Regions from separate parts of the Mus musculus genome. Here regions 1, 2 and 3 are each linked to region 4. Evidence: chromatin contacts called from public ChIA-PET, Hi-C and promoter capture Hi-C data. All regions are on one chromosome and are shown on one strand. The core of a region is the stretch at or near the end of the contact, and the rest is flanking DNA. Distances in the headings are between cores, read along the strand shown. Region 1 has its middle 48 kb from the start of Gm13070. Region 2 has its middle 23 kb from the start of Gm13070. Region 3 holds the start of Rere (arginine glutamic acid dipeptide (RE) repeats). Region 4 holds the start of Gpr157 (G protein-coupled receptor 157).

Region 1 (3,484 bases), core at 515-3,014, 230 kb after region 4:
GCTGAACAGGGGACTGATTTCCCATTAGCAAAGCTGGCCTCCCTATAAGGACTGGGTTTGCTGAGGCCCCCACACACTTCCTTTTTTTTTTTTTTTTTTTTCCTTTGACACAGGGTCTTATGTAGCTCTGCCTGTCCTGCAACTTGCTATACAGAGCAGGCTGGCCTTAAATGCACAACACTTTTCCATTTTATCGATGGGAAGACAAAAGAAAATAGAAAAGCTCTCAAAACCTCAGGAGGTGGACTTGTGAATATGTTTAAGAATCATTAAATTGACCTACAGAGAGGGTCTTAGCTCACCTAAGATCACATATTAATTAAGAGGTAAGATCACATATTAATTAAGAGGTAAGAGGCTCTTTGCTTATACAGTATGGTTTCTGATTCTGTGTTTTTACAGGATTTCTGCGTGTGGGTGTGTGTCTCTGCATCAGTACGTGTTTCTTTTGCACTTCTGGCTCTCTCTCTCTCTTCTTCCTGTTTGTTTGTTTGAATTCTATTTTCTTTTTACGTGCCTTTTTTTTTTTTCTAATGAGAGAAAGAAAGGGTATGGATTTGGGTGGGTAGAATCTGGAAGAAGTTGGGGAAGAGGAAAGTAAGGTTAGCATATATTGTATAAAAAGATCTAAAAAAAAGTGGGGCTAGGATTCAATTTCAAGTTGGTTCTTAGCTCCCTGCTGGGCCCTAGATTATTGTCTTAATGAGTAGTAACAACTGCCTAGCACAGCTGGTGCTCAACTTTATCAGCGAGCCGCGCTATCATTTGTGGCAAAGATAGTGCGATCCGCATAGGAAACCCAACCCACTGGGAATATCTGCACAATGCATAGTGCAGAATGGCTGCTCTATCGTTACTGGCATTGCCGGGGTCAGAGCCTAGGTCCTAGCAGCCCTGACAATCTAGACTCAGCATCCTGTCCCCAGTGAGTCAGTTACAGAAACAAATAACAGTAAAAAGCAGAAAAGAAGATTCATGCGACATGGCCACGTAAGGAAAAGGGACAAAGAGGTCCTGTACCCTATAAACCCGTCTTCAGGGTTCTAACATGAGGTTTCTGTTTAAAGAGAAGACAGGAGCTATGCATAACTAATCAGTCTCCAGAAAGGTGTGGTCCCACCCGTGATCCGCTCCAGTCTGTTTTGCAGGGCCATCTGCAAGGTGTTAGGACTGTGTAGATCTCTCTAGAAGACAGTCTCCCCCCTTTCCCGGGTCTGGCGCCCAGTATCTCTTTAGAATATCTTCATTCCTGCCAGGTCTGTTACATAGTCAAAATTCTCAAGTCCACAGTGGCCTGTTCTGTGTTACCTGTGACTCTAGAACGCGTGGCTGAGGCTCTCCTTGGCCCACAGAGCTCAGGAGCACGTTAGGAAGATGGCCAGCTTGCTAGCAACAGCGATTTGTGAGTTCATGTAGCAGTCAGAGAGGCTAGGCATGGTGGAGGCACGCCAATGGATATTAACGACAAGATGAACAGAGCACTATGCGGGTATCGCCCGCCGGCGGCTCAAAGCAAGCCAGAGAAACGCTGCAGCATCTCATATCTGCGGCTAAGATTACAGGAGCCAAGTTCCAGCAAACCCTAGACTGCGAACTGAAGCCGAAGTGAGCGCCGACCTGAGGTGGCACATGCGCAGTGTCCCAGGCCATGCTCTTTTTTTTTTTTTTTTTTTTTTTCCTTTCACACCTGCTAGTACAGCTTCTACATCTGGGCTTCTCACGCAGACAGCGTGTGCTGGTGACGTCATGGGGAAGCTCAAAGAGCAGAGTCGTTGCCGTAGAGATGGGAAACGTGGTAGCCCCGCCCCCATGACTGGATTGGCTGACTCTGGCCAATATTCAAAAGCCCACAGGGGCAAGAGTGTTTTGTGGTTCTCCCTGGGAGGATCACGACCCCTTTCATCAGGGTCACATATCAGATATCCTGAATATCAGATATTTACATTACTATTCCTAACAGTAGTAAAATTACAGTTGTGAAACAGTAATGAAAATAATTTATGGTTGGGGCCACCACAACATGAAGAAGTGTATTAAAGGGTCACAGCATTAGGAAGGTTGACAACCACTGTTCTAGAGCGCTTTCTGCTGAACTTCCATAGAGCTTTGTTTCCTATGGAGTGTAAGAATGAGTTCAGCAACTTACAGGCCTAAGGTAAGAATCCCAAAATCTATATGAGGGGTGTGGTGGTACGTGCTTCTAATCCCAGCCCTCAGGAAACAGAGGCAGTCTGATCTCTGTGAGTTCAAGGCCAGTCTGGTCTAGCCAAGAAGCTCTCTCTTTAAAACAGCAAAGTGATGGTGGGCGTTGGAGAGATGGCTCAGTGGTTAAGAGCACTTGCCACACATGCAGAGGACATGGATCAGGGCACTGGCTTAGTTACTATTCTGTCACTGTGAGGAGACACCATGACCAAGGCAACTCTTAACCAAGAACCCATTCAACTGTGGGTTTTAGAGGTTTAGTCCATTGTCATCATGACAGAGAGCTTGGCAGCACACAGACAGACATGGTGCTGGAGAGGTTGGTGAGAGTTCTACATCCTGACATGCAGGAAGCAGAGAGAGACTGGACCTCAAAGCCCACCCTGAGTACACACTTCCTCCAACAGGGTCACACCTCCTGATTCAGCTAATCCTATCAGAGTTCCTTCCACTCCTCGGTGACTTAAGTATGGTGGTTTGAATAAAAATGTCCCCCATAGGAGTGTGGAGGAAGTGTGGCCTTGTTGGAGGAAGTGTGTCACTGGGGGTAGGCTTTAAGGTTTCAGAAATTCAAACCAGGCCCAGTGTCTCTTTTTCTTCCTGTTGCCTGCTGATCTGAATGTAAAACTCTTGGCTCCTTCTCCGGCACCATGTCTGCTTATGTGCCACCATGCTTCCTAAAATAATATAATGGACTTAAGCCTCTGAACCTGTAAGCCAAGCCCTGGTTAAATGCTTTCCTTTTAAGAGTTGCAAAGGTGTCTGTCTCTTCACAGCAATAGAATACTGACTAAGACAATAAGCATTCAAATCTGTGAGTCTATGAGGACCGTTCTTATCTAAGTCTCTATGGTTACTAAGCACTGCGTAGAGGCTCTCAACTATATGTAACTCCAGGGCATCCCATGACCACTTCCAGCCTCCACCTGCACCAGACAGACAGACAGACACACACCCACACACACCCATTATACATATACATACATGCAGGTAAACACTCATAAAGTAAAAATTAGTAAGTCCTTTTAGCCAGACATGTGTAGTTAGATGCCTTTAACCCCAGCACTTGGGAGGCAGAGGCAGGAGGAATTCTATGAGTTCCAAGCCAGCCTGGTCTACATGGAGAGTTCCAGAACAGTTAGGGCTACACACAGAGAGACCCTGTCTCAAAGAAATAATTTTTTTAAAAATCTTTTCCCAAAAAAATGCAGATGAGACTCTGTTTAAGGCAGAAAGGCTCCAGTGAGGCTTAAATTCATCGCCAGGTAGTTGCACACAA
Region 2 (3,315 bases), core at 80-2,579, 210 kb after region 4:
TTGTGTTTCTGTGTGTATGCGTCTCTGTGTGTTTGTGTGTGTGTGTTTGTGTCTCTGTGTGTATGCATCTGTGTGTCTGTGTGTGTGTGTGTGTGTGTGTTTCTGTGTGTGTGTGTCTGTGTGTCTGTGTGTCTATGTGTATGTCTGTATTCGTGTGATTGTGTGTCTATGTGTCTTTGTGTATGTATGTGTGTCTGTGTTAGTATGTATGTGTCTGTGTGTGCATGTGTGTGTCTATATTTGTGTTTCTGTGTGTTTGTGTTTCTGTGTGTGTGTGTTTGTGTCTCTGTGTGTATGCATCTGTGTGTGTGTGTGTGTGTGTGTGTGTCTGTGTGTTCATCAGTGTGAACACACCCAAGGAAGTCATAGGTAAAGCCCTGCAGCTGTTCCTCAGGACACCACCAGCCACTTTGATATTTTGACACGTGGTCTTTCACCAGCCTGGAACTCAATACAGCTAGGTCAGCTGGCCAGCCATCCTCAGGGGAGTGTCTCCACACCCCGTCCCCAGCACTGGAATAGAAATGTGACGCATGCAAGCACCCCTCGCTTTCTTCTGGATCCTGAGCATTGAACTCAGGTTCCCATGACTACAACTGAGCCACCTCCCGGCCCTAAGTAAGGTAAGGTAAGTTGGATTTCTTCAAGAGGAATGTGGAGCCAAGCCAGGTCTAGGGATTCATTTGGACTTAACAGAAGGACAAACAGATGCACTGAAGGCTGGGTAGGTCAAGCACTGGGGATAAAGGCCAACTAAAGTCCCAGGATCTATAGGGATCCTGTCCATCAGTCTCTTGACACACACCCTGGGTGGTCAGATGACAGGTGGGTGGTGCTGTTCCCTTCACACTGTTAAGTATTCTCCACTTGATGGGTCCAGGTGCAGGTATTCCCTTTAGTCTGTGTTCCTCAAGTCCTTAGCCTGGTTTTCCTGGTATGACTTTAATACATCTGTGCGCCCTTATGTTCCTAGTCTAGCTTGACAAGTTTTCAACTGTTTGTTTCTTACTTTTGAACGCTTGCTATCAGTCTGCATCCCAAACCACTTCTACATGCACAGGATGCAGAGTTAACCTGTCTGCATTTGCACTGAAAATGCAGCCAAGTGCCCCTTGCAAAACGGGGTCACCCAGGGCAAGGCACAGCCTGGAAGCCACAGAAGGGTCCTGAAAGAACCTAGGTGCTTCTGACAGGAGGCGAGGACACCAGGCAATCCCTTTGAGTTTCCTGTGGCGGCGTGACAACCGACCACAGACACACAATGTGTGACTTCACAGCTCTGGAGGCCAGACGTGACAGGCAGGTACGAGCAGGGTTGACTCACTCTGAAGCCTCAAGGAAGACTATTTTAATTTTCTAGCTTCAAGCAATGCCTCCGTCTCTGGGCTCGCAGCCTCCTGCTCCATCTTCAAAGCCATCGGCTTTGAAGCATCTTTGTCTCTTCCTTTCTCTGGTTCTCTGCGTGTTATCTCCTCTTCCTGTTTATGTCTCTCTGACATTTCCTGTCTCTCTCATTTTACGTCTCTGTGTCTCTATCATTCTGTCTCTGACTTTCTTGTCTCTGATGCTCCTGTCTGCTTCTTGTGGCAATCCTTTTGGTAACCCCAAACCTGCCTGGGATTCAAGAGGCCCTTAATCCCACCTTCAAAGTCCCTTTGCCCTGTAGAATCATAAAGATGATGTAGACGTCTTCACAGAGATGTCATTCTGCTACAGTGTCCCTGTAACTAATGTCACAGCCAGCCACTCATGCTCAAACTGCAGCTCTATCTTACTCAAGGTCAATTTTCAGGCCACCTCCCAGGGCCATTGGGGAATCAGCCTCCTGTGGTTGAGGATGCTCCAGCTGACAAGGTGCTGTGCCCAGTCTAGCGGCAAACAGCGAACCCTCCCCAAAAGTCAACAGGGGTGGTGGGGCAGAGGCCCATTAGCCAGACACAAAGAGACCTTGTCATTACAGACCACTCACTGTCCTAGCATCCTCGGAGATCTCCAGAAGGGCGATCAGGGAGAATCAGGGATGCAGGGGAGGCCAGGGATGCAAGGATTTTTGACTCTATAGAAAATTCAAGGTCTGGGTCCTTTCAATAAAATCTTGCTAGATGTAGCTGTCTCTTGTGAGACTATGCCGGGGCCTAGCAAACACAGAAGTGGATGCTCACAGTCAGCTAATGGATAGATCACAGGGCTCCCAATGGAGGAGCTAGAGAAAGTAGCCAAGGAGCTAAAGGGATCTGCAACCCTATAGGTGGAACAACATTATGAACTAACCAGTACCCCGGAGCTCTTGACTCTAGCTGCATATGTATCAAAAGATGGTCTAGTCGGCCATCACTGGAAAAAGAGGCCCATTGGACTTGCAAACTTTATATGCCCCAGTACAGGGGAACGCCAGGGCCAAAAAGGGGGAGTGGGTGGGTAGGGGAGTGGGGGTGGGTGGGTATGGGGGACTTTTGGTATAGCATTGGAAATGTAAATGAGCTAAATACCTAATAAAAATGGGAAAAAAAAAGAAAATTCAAGGTCATCCTGAGCTACATGAGACTGTGTCAAAATATTAAAGAAGAGAGAAAGGAAGATGGGGGGAGCAACTAAAGGATTTGTGGGAGCAAGACAGTGGTCCCTGCACATCTGGGGACAGGGGGGTGACACACACCCATGGAACCTGGCTCTGAGGGTTAGCACAGTCCTGATTGCCTTCCTGGACAGTATGGAAGAGGCACTAGTGGACAGGGCCAGGCTTGCCGACGGGTCCTGGAATGTTCTCAGGAACTGCCCAGAAGAGAAGAGGGAAGGGGCTGTACAACGAGTGTGCCTGGCAGTGCTGGCTGTCCCCAAGGCTAACTGCCATGCTACCTCCTACCCGCTTGCAGGCAAACCTCACAAAAGCCCTGGGGCCTCACCGAGTCCTGTTGTATACTGGGCCTCAGTTGATGGAGGCCTCCCCTAAGCTTGGCCACAAGGCTTGACTATACTCGCCTCTGAGAAGAGTGGGAATCTTGCGGACCTGTGAACTGGCTGTCAGCCCTGCAAGCTTCTCCTTGGGGTGCAATGCAGAGCCTCATGCTCTCTCCAGACCTTGATGACCCAACCACAGGAGAGATTTTATACGCTTCTCAATTAAGCCTGAGAGGTTCAGAGCACCCTTGAACACAGTGCACAAGCCAGGGCCCTCTGATAGCTACTCTGTTGGCACAAGTCCCCTGGCTAAGCCTGCCAGGAACACCCTTGGATAAACCAGGTTTTTCCTGAGTGGAAGTTAGGTTCAGATCCATGTGCCCTGCAGGCCTGAGCAATTGGGCAGGCCATCCGGGT
Region 3 (3,350 bases), core at 116-2,615, 190 kb before region 4:
CACCCAGACTAGGCCATCAAAATCAAAAACGGTTTGCAATTTAGAGTGGAATTAACTCAGCAAGCAAATCCATGGAAGGAAATATCTCGCCAAAGATGATTTTATTATTGTATAGATAATCCTCTCCCTCCCCTCCCCCATCAGACTGAGACTAAAGAAACCAGTGTACACCAGACAAAAAGGTCTCTCTTTAAATGGAAAGCAATTATAAAAGCTATTTGAAATCTAACCTAGGATGTATTATTCATTTGAGCTGCACTAAATGTCTGTTTTGTAATCCACCAAGCTCACACTCACTAGTTAATCTGTTTTGTTTTGTTTAGTCTTAAGAATTGCTTTGCAGAAGGCTATTTCAAGATTCATACAAAACTACTTTTTCAGAGCCACCTTAAAATAGCAGCACATACTGAAACATTTAAAGCACCCAGTTTCTCAAGGGCACATTCTGCTGAAATCAATGTTTGAAGTCTGTAATCAAAAAAAAAAAAAAAAGTAAGCAAACCTTGGAAAAGAGACAGAGGATAATGACTATTCAACAATGAATCATTTTATTTTCATTTCAACAACTTCTCAAGCGAACAGTTTCAAAGGAAACCTGCAATACTCCCTCAACACAACACACACCCCATTCGATGTAAAACTACCTTCTTCCCATAACCCTAAAAAAATATAAAGAAAGAAAGAAGGCACCCTCCTTCAGACAGCAGAACTTAAAATCATGACAGAATTCTACGCCGCTCCAAGTGGTATTTGGTTCCCTAATTTTGGAATCACAGAGCCTGAGAAGAGAGACACAAAGGAGGAGTCTTCCTCCTAATGTGAAATGAGACTTTAATGAGTCCGTTCCCAGACCCCCACATTCACAAATATCCAAGAAATGCACAGCTTCGGGTCCTTCCCTCTCACAGTTGAGCTGCTCAGCTAGTGGCGTGTAACAGTTTAACCTCAGACTAGTTCCAGAGCGTGCCTAAGAAGCCAAGAGAGAGCAGGGGTCAAGAAGCACGTAGTACAGTCACCTGGCTCGCACAGGACCAAAGGCAGCGTCCGGCCCATGGTTCCCCGAGGGCTCGCCTCCACTCTCACCCTTCGCATTCCGCCTCGGCTTTCCCGGCCGAGCCCCACCGCCCACCCAGAGCACTCCGACCCCAGAAAGAGGGGCCGAGGAGGGGCGCCCGCGGCGCGGCGCTGACAACTTGGACACTTACCTTCCCCTCGGGCGCTACACCATCAATGAGAGGGGTGGCGGCCGGGCTCCGGGGAAAGTGCAGGGACCGGGAGGGAGGCCGCGGGGGCCGGCGGCGGACCGAGGGCGGTGGGCGCGGGGCCGAAGGGGCCGGCCCGCGGGGATGCGACACCGGGGGGCTGCGGGGCTTCCCTGCCGGGACTTCGACCTCCTCGGGTGGGCCAAGCCTTCAGCAGTGGGAGCCCAGGACCATGTCTGGTTTTGTGGATTTTTTTTTCCCAGAGGGCGAGTGGCTCCCACCGGAGGATGGTAGGGTTTTTTTTTTTTTTTCCTACCCCTCAACTAGGAGAGAAAATGAGGCGGAAACAAGGTGGGGAGCGCGTGAGGGGACGAGGCGCGGGGAAGGAGGCGGGGACCGAGGCCCGGCGGGGCGAGAGGCTGCGGAGCGCGGGGGGCGGCTCGCGAGCGTCTGTGGGAGCAGCGGCACCTCCGCGATGGTGGCGGAGCCGCGGGGCTGCTGCGCCGACCCGCCGCCCACTCCGCGCTCGGGCCCGGCCCACCTCGCAGTATCGACCATCACCATTGGTCTGTCTCTTCGTGACGTCAGTAGAGGACGGGCCAATAGGAGGCGGAAGGCGGGCCTGGGGGCGGGATGTTTGCTCCAGCTCGCTCTTCCATTTTCTTTTTTTTTTTTTTTTTTCTTTTTTTCCTCCTTTTTTTTCTTCTCTCTCTCTTTTTTTTTTTTTTTCTTCCTTTTTAATAAAATGAGCAGAAGGCAAGGCAAGGGGAGAGGCCAGGCTTTGGTGGCGGCGCGGCCGAGCCCTTAGTGCACGCTCCGGGCGGCGGCCGGAACCTGGGAGATGGGCTCCCCGCCCCAGGCGCGGCTTTGTGCTTGGTCCGCCCTGCTCGGCCACAGGCAGAGCTCCCAGCGGCCAGCCCTGTACTGACCCTCGGGATGGTCTACCTCAAGCGGGTCGGTCTTAGGGGTGGGCTTGGCGACTGTCCCCTTGCTCTTATTATTACCAGAGCCATAATTGCTTATTTCATTTAAGAGACAGATTCCTATTCCTTGAGGTTCAAGGGGAGCTACAGAGTGGATTCGAAGTTATTTGTTCTGATGGGTAGTTCATAATGTTTTAAAAATAATGTTTGACCGAAACTGAAGTGAAAAAAAAAAAAGAAAAGAAAATGTGAATTGGTGAATTGTGCTGCTTATTGATGAGAATAATAAAAGGCCTCATTAAGTAATAAAGAACAGGGCTCAACTGCTCTTTGCAGAAGACCCCACTTCGGTTACCAGCACCCACATCAGGCTGCTAAAGCTGCCTGTAACTACAGCTCTGAGAAATCCAACACTCCTCTAGCCTCCATGTGCACAAACCTACACACACACACACACACATATGACTTTAAAAAAAAATAGTAATAAAGAACAGACCATTACGACGGAGAGTCTTTTAAAGAGAGCAGTAGCTGTGCCCTGTTGGGGGAGGGGAGGCGTAGACTAGTTTCACCAAGGCCTGGTGGCTCTTACCTGTTATCTTAACACTAGAGAGCCAGAGGCAAGAAGATCTTAATTAAAGGTTAAGGCCCACCTGGTCTACAGTGTGAGTTGCAGGCCAGTCAGAGCTACATTTGGAAACTCTGTCTTAAAAATGCCAACAAAAAAGGAAAGGAAAATCCAAGTATCACCTTTAAAAAATATTACTATATTCCCACTATGCTCAAAGACATTATCACCATGTGTACCACATACTATAAGCCTGAGCCAGGGCAAGCCAATGCTCCCATTCTACTTAATATAATTTATAGGATCGTGGGGTTTGGAATTTTAATTATAATTACCAGTTTTTGAAATGCATATCATGTTTATTGAGTTCTTTCACAGACTCTGGCATGAGTCCAGGGCGAATCATCAGCCTATTGTTAGTTTGTTAATATTCTGTAAATGCTTATTGGTGTCCTTAAACCATACACTCTTCTCAGAGGAGTTAAGGTCTGTATATAATAGAATAATTAAAGGATAGAGCTTGGCTTAAAATAATTCACCCATCTATTTCAAATAGAGGGATAATTTTCTCTTTGGAGTGTCTATTCAGATTATAATTCCCACATCCAAAAGTTCCTTTTAAAAATAATTTCAACTAGCAGATGTCATTGAACTGTA
Region 4 (3,415 bases), core at 350-2,849:
GCTGACAAGCGTGAAAGAAGAGTGGACCAGCATAGTGCAGGGCCTTGGGCTTCCCCACTCTCAGGGACTCCAGGTGGCTGACAGCCTGACCCTGACCTGAGTTCTCGACAATCAAGACCACATCGAGTGACCTGGAGAGATGGTTGAGAGCATGGTTAAGAGAAGTGATTAAGAGCACTTCTTGCTCTTGTAGAGGACCTTGGTTCAATTCCCGGCACCCACATGATGGTTCACAACCATTTGTAACTCCAGTTCCAGGGGATCCGATACCCTCGTCTGACCTACGAGGGCGCCAAGTACACATACACGTGACACATACACATACATACATGCAGTCAGTTCACACACATAAAATAAAATGAATAAATCTTTTTTAAAAGCGTCTAAGAAAGTGCAGGTAATGGGGGCCTGAAGTTTATAAATGTCGTGAAAAGCTTAAAGAAGCATACCTCTGTGCATTTTACAGTTGGCACACTATCGTCTGAGAGTGGCTGGACGCACCACAACCACTGTGGTATAGAATTGGAAGCTGTGGGCTTTTAGGCCAGGGCAGCCACCTAACTCATCTTCTAGCCTGCAGACTGGAACTTCTCTCCATGGGCAGCAGAGACTGCCAGATCGCGGTGAAGTAGGAGGCAAAGGGCACAGACTGTCTCCAATTCCTTTCTAAATGGCAGACCTCTTCCTATGGGCAAGTTCTGCACCCACCCACACCTTGCTGGGAGATTCTGGCTGGGGCAGATACAGAGACCACCCTCTTCAGAGACGCTCAGACAGGTTTGGCTCCAACTTTTTGGGCAAGTTGGGCACCCTTCCATGGTTCGGGGATGCATGTGACTGCCAGTAGGACACACCACCTTGACACCTAGATAGGGAAAGCACGAATGCCACAGCACAGCACGCAAGGCCCGGGACCCATAAGCCTGGGTCTGGGGCCTGGAGGCAAAGCCGGGTCTCCTACTCACCTGATGAGGTGAAAAGCCCAGATTAGGTGGTCCGTGGAGGGCCCGCGCGTAGTTCGGACGATGCTGAGGTATAGGTAGAGGGCGATGGCCACCGTCCAGAAGAAGGAGCTGGTGTTGGCGAAAGTAGAGAGAGCGCCCTGAAGGACGCAATCCCACGAAGTGCCCGCAAAGTCCTGCAGCACTCCGTAGAAGTACGAGGCAGCCGAGAGCAGGTCCGCTAGCGACAGGAAGAGTAGCAGGCGCCGCGCCCGGCTACGCAGGTCAGGCCACAGGGCGTGCGTGGCCACCAGGAGGCCCGAGCCCAGAGCTGACAGCGCACACGACAGCAGCACCACCGCGCGCTCCCACGGCAGCAGCTCGGTGGGAGGCGCGGGTGAGGGCATGGTGGGTTGGGGACCAAGGGCAGACAGCCAGGGTGCACAGGCCTAAGGGTGCCGAGAGGTCGTGGCCAAGCCGAGCCCGCGGTCGCCTCTGTCTGGGCATTTGGCGCCCGGGCTCGCGTCCCCACGGGTCCCGCCTGCGTCCCAGCCCCGCCCAGTCTAACAACTACACAACAGCGGTCTCACCGCGGCGCCCTCCACTCCCTGTCCCTGAGCTCTACAATCCTACCCTGAGTCCTCCAGGTCCCTCCCTTGAGCACTCCACGCCCGCCCCTGAGCACTCTAATCTCGTCCCGAGTCCCCGCCCCTGCTGTCTCCAAGCTGGTAGCCCCTTCATGAGCTCTCCACACCCCGACTCTGTAACCCTGCGCGCTCTCCTCGCGTCCCGCCCCTGCACCCCGCCCCTGCGCAGTAACACATCCGAATCTGAAGCTCCAGCGCTCCGCCCCTGAGCTCTCCATGTCCCGCCCTGTAGCCCCAGAGCCCCGCCCAGCCTCCTTCAAGCTCCTCCCATGCCCCCCACTTGCGCATTGCTCCGCCCTGATGCTCTTTCAGCCTCAAGCTCAATCGCTTCTCCGCGTTTCCCCACGCCTCTGCGCCTCTACGCTTCCCTCTTACCTAGTACCTCCCAGTCCTGTCCCAATCGTTGCCTTCTGCCTCTCAGAGCCACTCTAGGAGGTTAGCAAATGGCCAGGACATCCTGTTCTGGGGGTTGGGGGGAGGCGGGGAGGGGAGAATGGCATTTTTAAGGCTAATGTTACTTTCCCCTGATCAGCCTGCTTACGTGTGTGTTGGGGAGGGGAGGGGTGGTTGCTGGAAACATTCTTTCCGATGGTGGCAAAAACAGGTCCAGAGCATGGCCTACATTCCTGAAGCTTGGGTACTCGAAATCTTCACAAGATCTGTGGTGGTGATTTGGGGAAGTTTCTAACTTTTGTTACAATGAAAGTATTGTGTTTTTGTGGGGCTGGGTGTACAACTCAGGACCTTACACATCCCAATGAAGTGCTCACCTACTGAAATATATATATACTTTTAGTTCCTTGTTTATTCTATATACCTTATTAGTGCTATTTTAAAAATACATTTTATCATTTTACGTGCGTGGATATTTTGTCTGCACGGATGTACCTGTACCATGTGTATGCAGTGCCCACAGAGGCTAGAAAAGTGCGTCAGACTCCCCACCCCCTGCACCATGTGGGGGCTGGATTCGAATCTGATCCTCTGGAAGAGCAGCAAGTGCTCTTAACCGCTGAGCCATCTCTCCAGCGCCAGGTGCGATGTTAAGGAATGAAACATTAGTGCCTATGAGATGGCCTTGAGTAATTGCCAGGGCAGAATAACACTGACAGTCTGAATTTGATTCTCAGGACGCACTTGGTGGGGTAAATTGTCATCTGACCTCCACATCTGACCTCCACACCTGTGGCTGGCGTACCCCCATACCCATAAATTTAAAAAAATGTAATTTTAAATATGTTACATGAAAAGAAAAAAGTAAGGAAGCATAGTTCCCAGTTTACAGAGGTTTTTTTTTTTTTTCTTGTTTGAACATTTTGTATTTCTTAGGGATGGAGATACTTGTGCAAGATCCAGCTTGCATATTCGATGGCCCACAACCACTTATGACTCCAGCTGCAGTGCATCCCATGGCCTGCTCTCTAAGGGCAAGGTACTCGCAAGCACATAAGTTAGTATGGGGGCACACACACACATAATTAATAATAATAATAATAATAATAATAATAAGGCCGGGAAGTAGTGGCGCACGCCTTTAATCCCAGCACTTGAGAGGCAGAGGCAGGTGGATTTCTGAGTTCAAGGCCAGCCTGGTCTACAAAGTGAGTTCCAGGACAGCCAGGGCTATACAGAGAAACCCTGTCTGGAAAAACCAAAAACAAACAAACAAACAAACAAATAAATAAATAATAATAATAAATTTTTAAAATGTATGTTTTATTGTCATCAACAATGGCCCTTTTAGCCCTACAAGTCACTGAGTTTTAGTACATTTATTAGTTTGTGCAACCACAGTAATGATTTAATCTATAGCATTTGCTCTCCCTC

The links. Hi-C and Micro-C count contacts between places; a contact is called where the count stands out from the background. ChIA-PET counts read pairs in DNA pulled down with a chosen protein or histone mark. Capture Hi-C pulls out chosen DNA fragments and counts their contacts.
Region 1: a contact with region 4 is called in a Hi-C map of CD8 T cells, with 1.8 times the contacts expected there. The contact joins the enhancer-like site here to the promoter of Gpr157 in region 4. A contact is called at or near these places in 5 of 39 promoter capture datasets (embryonic stem cells, liver, macrophages and 2 more), 1 of 15 datasets of contacts at CTCF or cohesin (embryonic stem cells), 4 of 484 Hi-C or Micro-C datasets (B cells, CD8 T cells, the HL-1 cell line and 1 more), 6 of 115 datasets of contacts at active chromatin or transcription factors (embryonic stem cells, large pre-B cells, memory CD8 T cells and 1 more) and 4 of 9 other capture datasets (adipose tissue, embryonic stem cells, liver and 1 more).
Region 2: an RNA polymerase II ChIA-PET map of memory CD8 T cells shows a contact between it and region 4, with 11 read pairs. The contact joins the enhancer-like site here to the promoter of Gpr157 in region 4. A contact is called at or near these places in 1 of 484 Hi-C or Micro-C datasets (nephron progenitors), 2 of 115 datasets of contacts at active chromatin or transcription factors (memory CD8 T cells and microglia) and 1 of 9 other capture datasets (liver).
Region 3: a contact with region 4 is called in a promoter capture Hi-C map of adipose tissue. The contact joins the promoter of Rere here to the promoter of Gpr157 in region 4. A contact is called at or near these places in 1 of 39 promoter capture datasets (macrophages), 1 of 115 datasets of contacts at active chromatin or transcription factors (memory CD8 T cells) and 1 of 9 other capture datasets (adipose tissue).

The regions. Positions count from the first base shown.
Region 1 is chr4:149,852,666-149,856,149 of GRCm38.p6, reverse strand. No RefSeq gene overlaps it. Among named protein-coding and RNA genes, the nearest start is that of Gm13070, 48 kb to the left of the region's middle. Within about 2 kb of position 1,764, at least 147 of the 459 cell types and tissues checked have an H3K27ac peak or open chromatin away from gene starts, as enhancers often do. A contact at or near this core is called in B cells, CD8 T cells and microglia, where this site is marked.
Region 2 is chr4:149,878,220-149,881,534 of GRCm38.p6, reverse strand. No RefSeq gene overlaps it. Among named protein-coding and RNA genes, the nearest start is that of Gm13070, 23 kb to the left of the region's middle. Within about 2 kb of position 1,329, at least 30 of the 459 cell types and tissues checked have an H3K27ac peak or open chromatin away from gene starts, as enhancers often do. A contact at or near this core is called in memory CD8 T cells, where this site is marked.
Region 3 is chr4:150,279,931-150,283,280 of GRCm38.p6, reverse strand. Rere (arginine glutamic acid dipeptide (RE) repeats) reads right to left here and starts at 1,365. Exons shown (of 23, transcript NM_001085492.1): 1 at 1,206-1,365.
Region 4 is chr4:150,085,687-150,089,101 of GRCm38.p6, reverse strand. Gpr157 (G protein-coupled receptor 157) reads right to left here and starts at 1,599. Exons shown (of 4, transcript NM_177366.3): 1 at 966-1,599. The coding sequence starts at 1,348.